2 separate regions of the Hordeum vulgare genome follow, and region 1 is linked to region 2. Evidence: chromatin contacts called from public Hi-C data. All regions are on one chromosome and are shown on one strand. Each heading gives the region's core, a stretch centred on a gene start, on an enhancer-like site or on the middle of the called end of the contact. The rest is flanking DNA. Distances are from core to core; before and after follow the strand shown.

Region 1 (3,758 bases), core at 640-3,139, 55 kb before region 2:
CTCGGTGGATGATGCAGCGACTGGAAATAGCATGACCATTCAGTCTGAAGATTTACATGAACAGAACACACAGGATCTCAAGCCAGCACTGGGGGACAACACATCTTCTATAAAACCGATGGTCGAAGAAAAGTGGAATAAAGGAGATACACCGCCTACTGATATGTCAGGCGCTCTGTCTCTCTCCCTTGCTTTTCCAGCATCAAAGGAACAATAGGCTGGTAAAATGCAACCGGAATCGCAAAGAGGCCTCGGATTAGCAGTAGGAATTACTCGTTTTCGATTATCCAGTGATGATGGCTCCTTGCGTTTGCATTCCTGATGTCTTGCAAGATGGATCTTTGTAGCATCAACCCACTGCACAAGGAGTCTGCTGAAGACACAACTATCTTGTCAATGTGCAAACAGATGGCATCTTTTAGAGTGCATTTTGACGACTTTACATGCTCCTGTCGGCACACCCATGTTGAGTATTGAATTGCGAAGAACTTGAGAGAGTTGATCATGGCTTGTTTTGGTACAGAAAACATACATATATATTCAGCTGCTCTCCAAACATCGATAGAGATTTGAGCAGAGCTTCAGACTCTGCATTTGAAGTACCATCCAATCTCTGCATGTTAAATAAATCTCATGTCAGTTTTTGTCTTTAGCTTGCAACAGTGCGATATACTCTGGGGGAATGGTGGTGTAAACGCCTAAAATTGGCACATAACACTTAACTTTCCTGTTTCCTTAAAATTGCCTCTGGGATATCTAAATTTACTGATGAAATCGCTAGTTGAGGTAATACCCATTGCAGAAGATAACTCCATGTCCCAAACCCTTCTGATGGTGAGAAGTGAGGGGAGAGGGAGCAGAACATACCTGACCGCGACGCCGTCCGATCTGGAACCGCCGTCGCCGCTGTCCCTTCGTTTAGGGTGGAGGAGGAGGTTCGTTGAGCGGCGGGAGGAGGCGCGGCGGCGGGGGGAGGCGAGGCTGGTGATGGTGAGGCCGGAGAGGAGGTCGAACTTGAACTTGTCGAGGCCGTAGTGGGGCACCCACTCTAGCGCCGGCACGAAGTACTTGAGCGCGCCCCACGCCGCGGTAGGGGCGAGCGGGAGCGGCGCGCGGGGGCCCAGGCGACGGAGGCGAAGGCGGCGAGCTCGGAGATGAGGTGCGGGTTCGGGAGCGCGGTGAGGTACTCGGCGTCGCAGGAGGCGTCCGGCAGGAGGAGGAGGACCTCGAGCAGGCGCGCGAAGAACCTGACCCAGGAGGCCGCGGCGAAGGAGCGGCCCAGCGGGAAGGCGGCGAGCGCGAGCGGGTTGCGGCCGGAGGCCGGTGGCGGAGGAGCGCGACGAGGAGCTGGTCGCGGAGGATGAAGGCGCCGCGGGCGAGCAGGACCCTGAGCGCCACGAGGCACTTGAGGGCCACGACGGCGGCGCGCAGGCGGTCCGTGAACGCCTCCTCGAGCGCCGCGGCCGAAGGCGAGGAGCGCGTCCAGGTGGTGCGCGTACAGCGGGGCCGTCGACGGGTGGTGCGCGTCCGTGCCGGAGGCCCCCGGGGAGAGGAGTGTCGCCGCGAGCCGCAGGAGCTTGAGGCCCATGGCAATTGGCGCCGGCGCGCCGCGCGAGGAGGTGGTGGGAGCGGCGTGCGGGGGCGAGCGCCGGCCGAGCGGGGCGAGCGGGAGCGGCGCGGGGCCGGCGGGCGATCGGGGGTTTGCGGGAGCAGTTCCAGAGAGAGATCGATGGAGTTTTTGTTAGCGACGAGGAGTTTTCGTTAGCGACGAAGTTTCGTTAACAACATATTTAGGCCATTGATTAAGTGATTAGACGGGATCTGTCGTGGTTTGCATCTGTCCTCTCTTTCTTTTATAGTGGTGGTTTTAGCCAGTAGCGCTATGCAATGGCCATTCATCATGCACTGCATTTGGAAATCGATTCCTGGATTGTAGAAAGAACAAAAAGAAGGTCGCCCACCGTGGGGCTCGAACCCACGACCACAAGGTTAAGAGCCTTGCGCTCTACCAACTGAGCTAGACGGGCTGCTGATATTTTTACTTTGATTTCTCAATAACTGATACATGCTCCACGCACAGAAGGTATCCGTCCGCCCTCCTCCCCAAGCAAGAAAACAGACACTGAACTACTGATAAAGAAACAAAAGCAGTGCATCTGGCACTACGGATTTTTATCTTTATCTCCATATATTGTAAAATTGGTACTCCCTCTATCTAGCTTTATGAGATGTGCAGGTATTTTTATGTCCTCATTTTAACCAACCAAATATGTGCTACATGCCACCAAAAGCATAACAGGAACACCGATTTAGCATTCAGAAACAACGACAGGACAGTTCAAGTTCGACAAAGATCTACAAAATCAACAAGTTGATAATAATGGACAGAAACTAGTTAACCCGAGGTGTGCAGCTACAGCATACACTACTTGCAAGCCTGCCTCCTTTCCCCAACAATCAGCATTTTCCATGCTGAAATAGGAGGGCGCTGGCCAGAAAGGGCGATCCCAGCAGCTACACAATCATCAGCAAGCAGGCTCGCGGGACAAGGAACCGCCAGCAATCTACAATCAGTTAGCCCATGTTCAACTGATCAGTTGTCACCAGAGGGTGCTTTGCAGCCGCGGCAGCCACCGCGTTCAGTTGGAAAGAAACCCTCTGGCTCTGGCTTTGAGGCTGAGGCTGCCCGCTGCCCCTCTGATCCTGTGAATAGTTTGGGCTAGGATTGGTAGGGATTGCGTCATCGCCCTCGTTGTCATCTTCTGCTTCTTCAGTCTGAGTTGGTGGCTTCAGTGTGGGTAGGAGCTGGTAGTTTTCACTCAACAAAGTGTCCTGCTCAGGTGGCAGAGGAATTGATCCAGGTGGAGCAATAGACTTGGGCAGCGGGATCTTGTTCCGGCTGCGTGCCAATTCGAGTAGAACCTGTGTGACATCAGCAAAATGACTTGTCATCCACCTATGCATACAGAGTACTTTGTGTCAGCTTGACTTTCCAGGGATCTGATAAAACATAAAACAAGCGCTAGACTTCAAAGCATAACCACAAGAGTTGTTCATAGACTTTATCTACGCTACGCAAGATAACAAGCAAGTGAGTACACTTGTGAGTGACCCTCAATCTCTATTATCTTTGTACTACCTAATACAGTATGATTCATCAACATTTTAGGTATATCTTCAGATGCCAGCCTCATACACATTAAGAATCATACCTGTTCATTTCGTGTTTCTATATAAGTCTAGCCATGCATTTCAAAACATTATTTTGTACTAGGCCTAGCCTGTTCCCGGAGATTTGGAGGGGCGGGAGTGGGGGCACCAGTGTATCAATTAATTGGTAGATAACTGTCACAACGGAGAGTTATGTGGGGAATTACGTATCGGAGGAGGAAACTCACAGGCTACAGCAGACACATCTGAGCTGTAGTAGGCTAAGAGTTCTATTGATCTTTTGCTCCCTAAGTTAAGAGTCATTTCAACAGAACCTGCAGCAGTCACGTTCTGCAGCACTTTAAGTTTGTATCCATCCAGGACACTGTTCTTGAGTGAGTCACCTATATAAAGGCCCCGTAGCTGCAGCGATTGATGCAAGTTACCAATAAATAAGTCTTTCCTAAATCTCTATTCCCCACTACCATGTTACCTTTCTGACCTGTGCTGGCTACAGTGCCAACTCGTCGATACCTCGTCAGCCCTCTGGGCTCTCGGACAGGTATACCCTCTGGTCTAGAGGCTCTAACAGATGCTCTCTCTTCTAC
Region 2 (4,139 bases), core at 236-2,735:
AATTTGAGGATACTAATATGAGATGTCCGGATTTGAGAGGTCCGGCTCGACATGCTCTTAGAGTAGCCATCGCAAAAAAAGACTTTGAGAGTAGATATCCTTTTTCCATGCAAAGAAGCAAAATATACTGGTGGCAATATTTTGGCGGTTAAGAATTTTTGTCGGACTTCTTTTTAGGGAGCTGCTACGCGTCCACCGACGGATGTTTAGTAAACATCCGCCACCTCAACGGCCATTGGATGTATCGATGCAGCCGTCCGATCTATGTCCCCACATCCAATAGTTCGTGAAACAGAGGTCGGGTTGCAGAAACTATAGCCGCGTTGCAAAACAACAATCGTGCTGCAAAAAAATTCCTGAAACAACGACCGCGTTGCAGAAAATAATTTACGTAACTCCTGAAACAATGGCTGAGTTGCAGAAACCACGACCCCGTTGCAGAAATGTTGCAGGCCAGTTACGGAGCTGCCCCGATGGCGGAGGGCGACGGGCATGCCAGCGACGGAGGGCCGCGGTGCAGGCCGACGGGGCGGGGCCGTGGCGCGGGGCAGCGGCAGAGGGCGGCAGGCAGGCCGGCGACAAAGGGCCGTGGTGCAGGCTGACAAGGTGGGGCCGTGGCGCGGGGCGGCGACGGAGGGCGAGCGGGGGCGGCGGGCAGGCCGACGGGGCGAGGCCGTGGCGCGGGGCGGCGGCAGAGGGCGGCAGGCAGGCCGGCAACGAAGGTCCGCGGTGCAGGCTGACAAGGCGGGGCCGTGGCACGGGGCGGCGGCGGAGGGCGAGCAGGGGCGGCGGACATGCCGTCGGCGGAGGGGGCGACGGGGCCGCAGCAGGTCGATGGCGGAGGGGCGACGGGGCCGCAACAGGTCGGCGGCGGAGGGGCCGCGAGACGCAGTAGGCCGGCGGCGGCGAGGTCGTCGAGGCCGAGGCGGAGGCGGATGCACGGATGGACAGTTTTCTGAAACAACTCCTCAGTTTCTGAAAGAACGATCTAGTTTCAGAAAATGGTTCGCGATCAGATCGAGGCCCTTATCCAACGGATAAGCGGGCGGCCGATGGATCACACGGATCAGTCGAGATGAAAGGTAAGACTTTCCCTTCTTTTTAGAGCAAGTACAATAGTAGAGCCTGTTGCCGGCTGTAAGCTCATGCCATGTCACCTATAGCACATCTTATAGCTAACATGTATAATAGTTGGTTAGAAGAGTGTACTACTTATTTATTATATGACCCACCTTTCATTCTCACAAAATGCCTAGGAGCACGTGCTAGAGCTGGCTCTTAGCTAAGAGCCCGCTTACATTATCTCTCATTTTCTCTCTCCTCCAATTAAGCAAAGATATATTATTTTATTTCTTACAGCCAACTGACTCAGTTTTATTGTACTTGCTCTTAGGGTTTATGAACCCTCGATTAGTTCTAGGCCTTGTGCCGCGTTCCGCTCGCATAAACCAGGCCTGGCTTCCGGTCCATCCCCACCCACCGCAAAATAGGCGAGGGGACCCTCTGCCGAGCGCGCCGGCGCTGCGAATTACCCAGACCGAGGCGGCCTCGTTAGCTTTAGCCTCCCCGGAGACGACGCGGAACCGTGTCCGTATCAAAACTGGTCGGCCGGGGTTACTGGGAATTTGGGATATCAATTTCAGCATGACTAGGTTACTGAACATAATCTATAAATTTGGTCTGCATCAGCTCGTGCGAAAAATTGTCTAGCAGACGCCCTGCAAAAAGAAGATCAAGTATGATGTTTTCCTCGGACAAATGTACTGCTAAAAGAAGCAAATCCGAGCCTGTGATCCATAGTCTCCCGGAGGTGGGTCCAAGGACATGAGTTCTAAATTAATCTGAATATATCCTTTATTGTCCTCATCTAGTTTTTTTATTGTTCTAACATAACATCCAGTGTATTCAGGGTAGTATTATGATTCTTCCAACTGGTACTGAATTTTCTATCTGCCCTCATCCAGGGTATTATGCACGACATAGTATCAAGGCTGACACTGAAGGATGCCGTCAGGGCCAGTTTGGTGTCGACAAACTGGAGACGACTGTGGACATGCCATCCCAATTTATGCTTTGACAGTCCTACGATCCTGAACCGCGAGTATGGCACCATTAGCAGGAGGGGTAGAAGAAGACGCAGGTTCATCAGGCGTGTCGATGCTGTCCTGGAATCCCACAGTGGTGCAGGGCTAAGAGGATTTGATATCACGTTTGCTCTTGACACAAGGCACGCGGAACATCTGGATCGATGGCTCAAGTTCGCACTCGATTCCAGGGCGTCTGAGATTGCTGTTAATTTGTCCCCTGTGTTCTACAAGGGTTCCGTGAGGTCATATGAATGGGAGGATACATACGCCTTGCCGTCTCATATGTTTAGCAGTCAAGGGGCATCTTACATCGAAACACTCCAGCTCGCCTTTGCCTCGTTGAAGCTGCTCGGAGATTTCGGTGGCCCTCTGAACCTTAGGTCGTGTTTGGATTGAATGTATTTTAATACAGAGGTGTATAACTTATACCTGTAGTCGCTGTGTAAATTTTACCTGAAAATAAAACGACGGCTGCAGGTCTGTATTTTTACAAGTGGACAAACGATGATCCAAACAGTGCCTACGTACTATTTAAGAAAGCCAGTGTAAATTATTACAGTCAAGAAACAACATGCCAAGCACCTATGTGAGTTCCATCCAAAAAAAAAATACACGGATATAACTTACAGATGTTTTGAGGGTCAAAACGACCAACCAAACGGGGCCTTAGAGTGCTGGATCTCCAAACTGTTCATGTGTCGGAAGGAGATCTTGAGCTGCTGTTGTCCAAGTGCAGTGCGTTGGAGTGTTTGCGCCTGGGTCGCTGTTACCCAGTGCTTAATCTGAAAGTGCAGAAACCACTATGTCGTCTGCGTAATTTATCTGTTCGGGGATGTCAGCTACAGGTTATGGAATTCACTGCTCCGAATCTAACAAAATTTGAGTATTCGGGTCAGGCCATACCCATTACACTCAGTGAATCCATGAAACCAACAGAAGCTACTGTGACGCTCTTGGGATATGATGACACCCTTGAACACGTCTTCACCGAACTTCCAATGACCCTGTCTCGCGTGGAGACACTGTCTTTGAACACTTGCTTAAACACCGAGGTACTGTGCCGACCAGCGTCATGCATGTCTCACTTCCATCTATGTAAAAATGGTTTCGGTGACCTTGTAGGTGGTTGGATTTTCAAATTGCCTGATGAAGTTCACTCATCTGATAAAACTGGAGGTGACTGTAAGTATACTCGGGGACTCAAGAATCAGAAATGGGATTCTTCGTTTAGTGAGTCTTCTAGAGGTGGCCCCTCTTCTGCAAAGGCTCGAGTTAAATGTAGGCGTCTGGCGGTGGGCATGCTGGCGGATTGGCTCTGGCCTTGAAAGAAGCACACCAGGAAGGCCTGGAGCTGCAATTCTATGCCTCCAGGAGACGAAGATAGACGCCTGGACTCCACAGCTCGTGCATGATATCGGAGGAACTCAACTCACCGAATGTATCGCCCTTCCGGCAATCGGCACGAGCGACGGGGGCGGCAATCCTCTGGAATAGAGAGCTTGCTACCATAGTCTCGCATGTTGTAGGAGTTTTTGCTATCACTGCCAAGGTCACCTTGCTAGGCCAGAGCCAATCCTTCTGGCTATCCTCGGTCTACGGACCAGCAGACGACGTCAGGAAGGAGGCTTTCCTCCACGAGCTATCCCTTTCTGCGCCATCGTCGGCGGAGCCATGGCTAATAAACGGCGATTTCAACCTATTTTACGAGGCTAGGGACAAGAACAACCTAAACCTTAACCGGAGGCTCATGGGAAAATTCAGACAGGCCATCGACGCCGCCGGTTTGAAGGAAATTAGATGTAGCAACCGCCACTACACGTGGAGCAATGAGCGGCAAAACCCGACGCTAGTAAGCATTGACAAGTTCTTCTACAACCTAGCATGGGAATGCCGCTTCCCCTCGGCGTCACTGCATGTGGCATCCACGGCCACCTCCGATCACTGCCCGCTAGTCCTCACTGACACAACCGCAACTCCACGCCCAACCATGTTCAAATTCGAAAGTTTTTGGCCTAGGTTCCCGCGGTTCCACAACACGGTTGAACGGGCTTG

Evidence for each region. A called contact is a pair of places that touch in the nucleus more often than the background predicts.
Region 1: a Hi-C map of leaf shows a contact between it and region 2, with 4 times the contacts expected there. The contact joins the promoter of LOC123444737 here to the enhancer-like site in region 2. A contact is called at or near these places in 2 of 6 Hi-C or Micro-C datasets (leaf and seedling) and 1 of 1 datasets of contacts at active chromatin or transcription factors (embryo).

What each region holds. Positions count from the first base shown.
Region 1 is chr3H:531,747,663-531,751,420 of MorexV3_pseudomolecules_assembly, reverse strand. It overlaps LOC123444737, which reads right to left and starts at 1,889. Exons shown (of 2, transcript XM_045121558.1): 1 at 868-1,889; 2 at 10-613. The coding sequence starts at 1,588. The coding sequence ends at 1,049. It overlaps LOC123444736 (transcription initiation factor TFIID subunit 9-like), which reads right to left. Exons shown (of 2, transcript XM_045121557.1): 2 at 2,294-2,922. The coding sequence ends at 2,575. TRNAK-CUU (a tRNA gene) reads right to left here and starts at 2,027; the gene lies at 1,955-2,027. It also overlaps the pseudogene LOC123441980.
Region 2 is chr3H:531,691,552-531,695,690 of MorexV3_pseudomolecules_assembly, reverse strand. No RefSeq gene overlaps it. Among protein-coding and RNA genes, the nearest start is that of LOC123444734, 18 kb to the right of the region's middle. Within about 2 kb of position 1,485, at least 2 of the 3 cell types and tissues checked have open chromatin away from gene starts, as enhancers often do. A contact at or near this core is called in seedling, where this site is marked.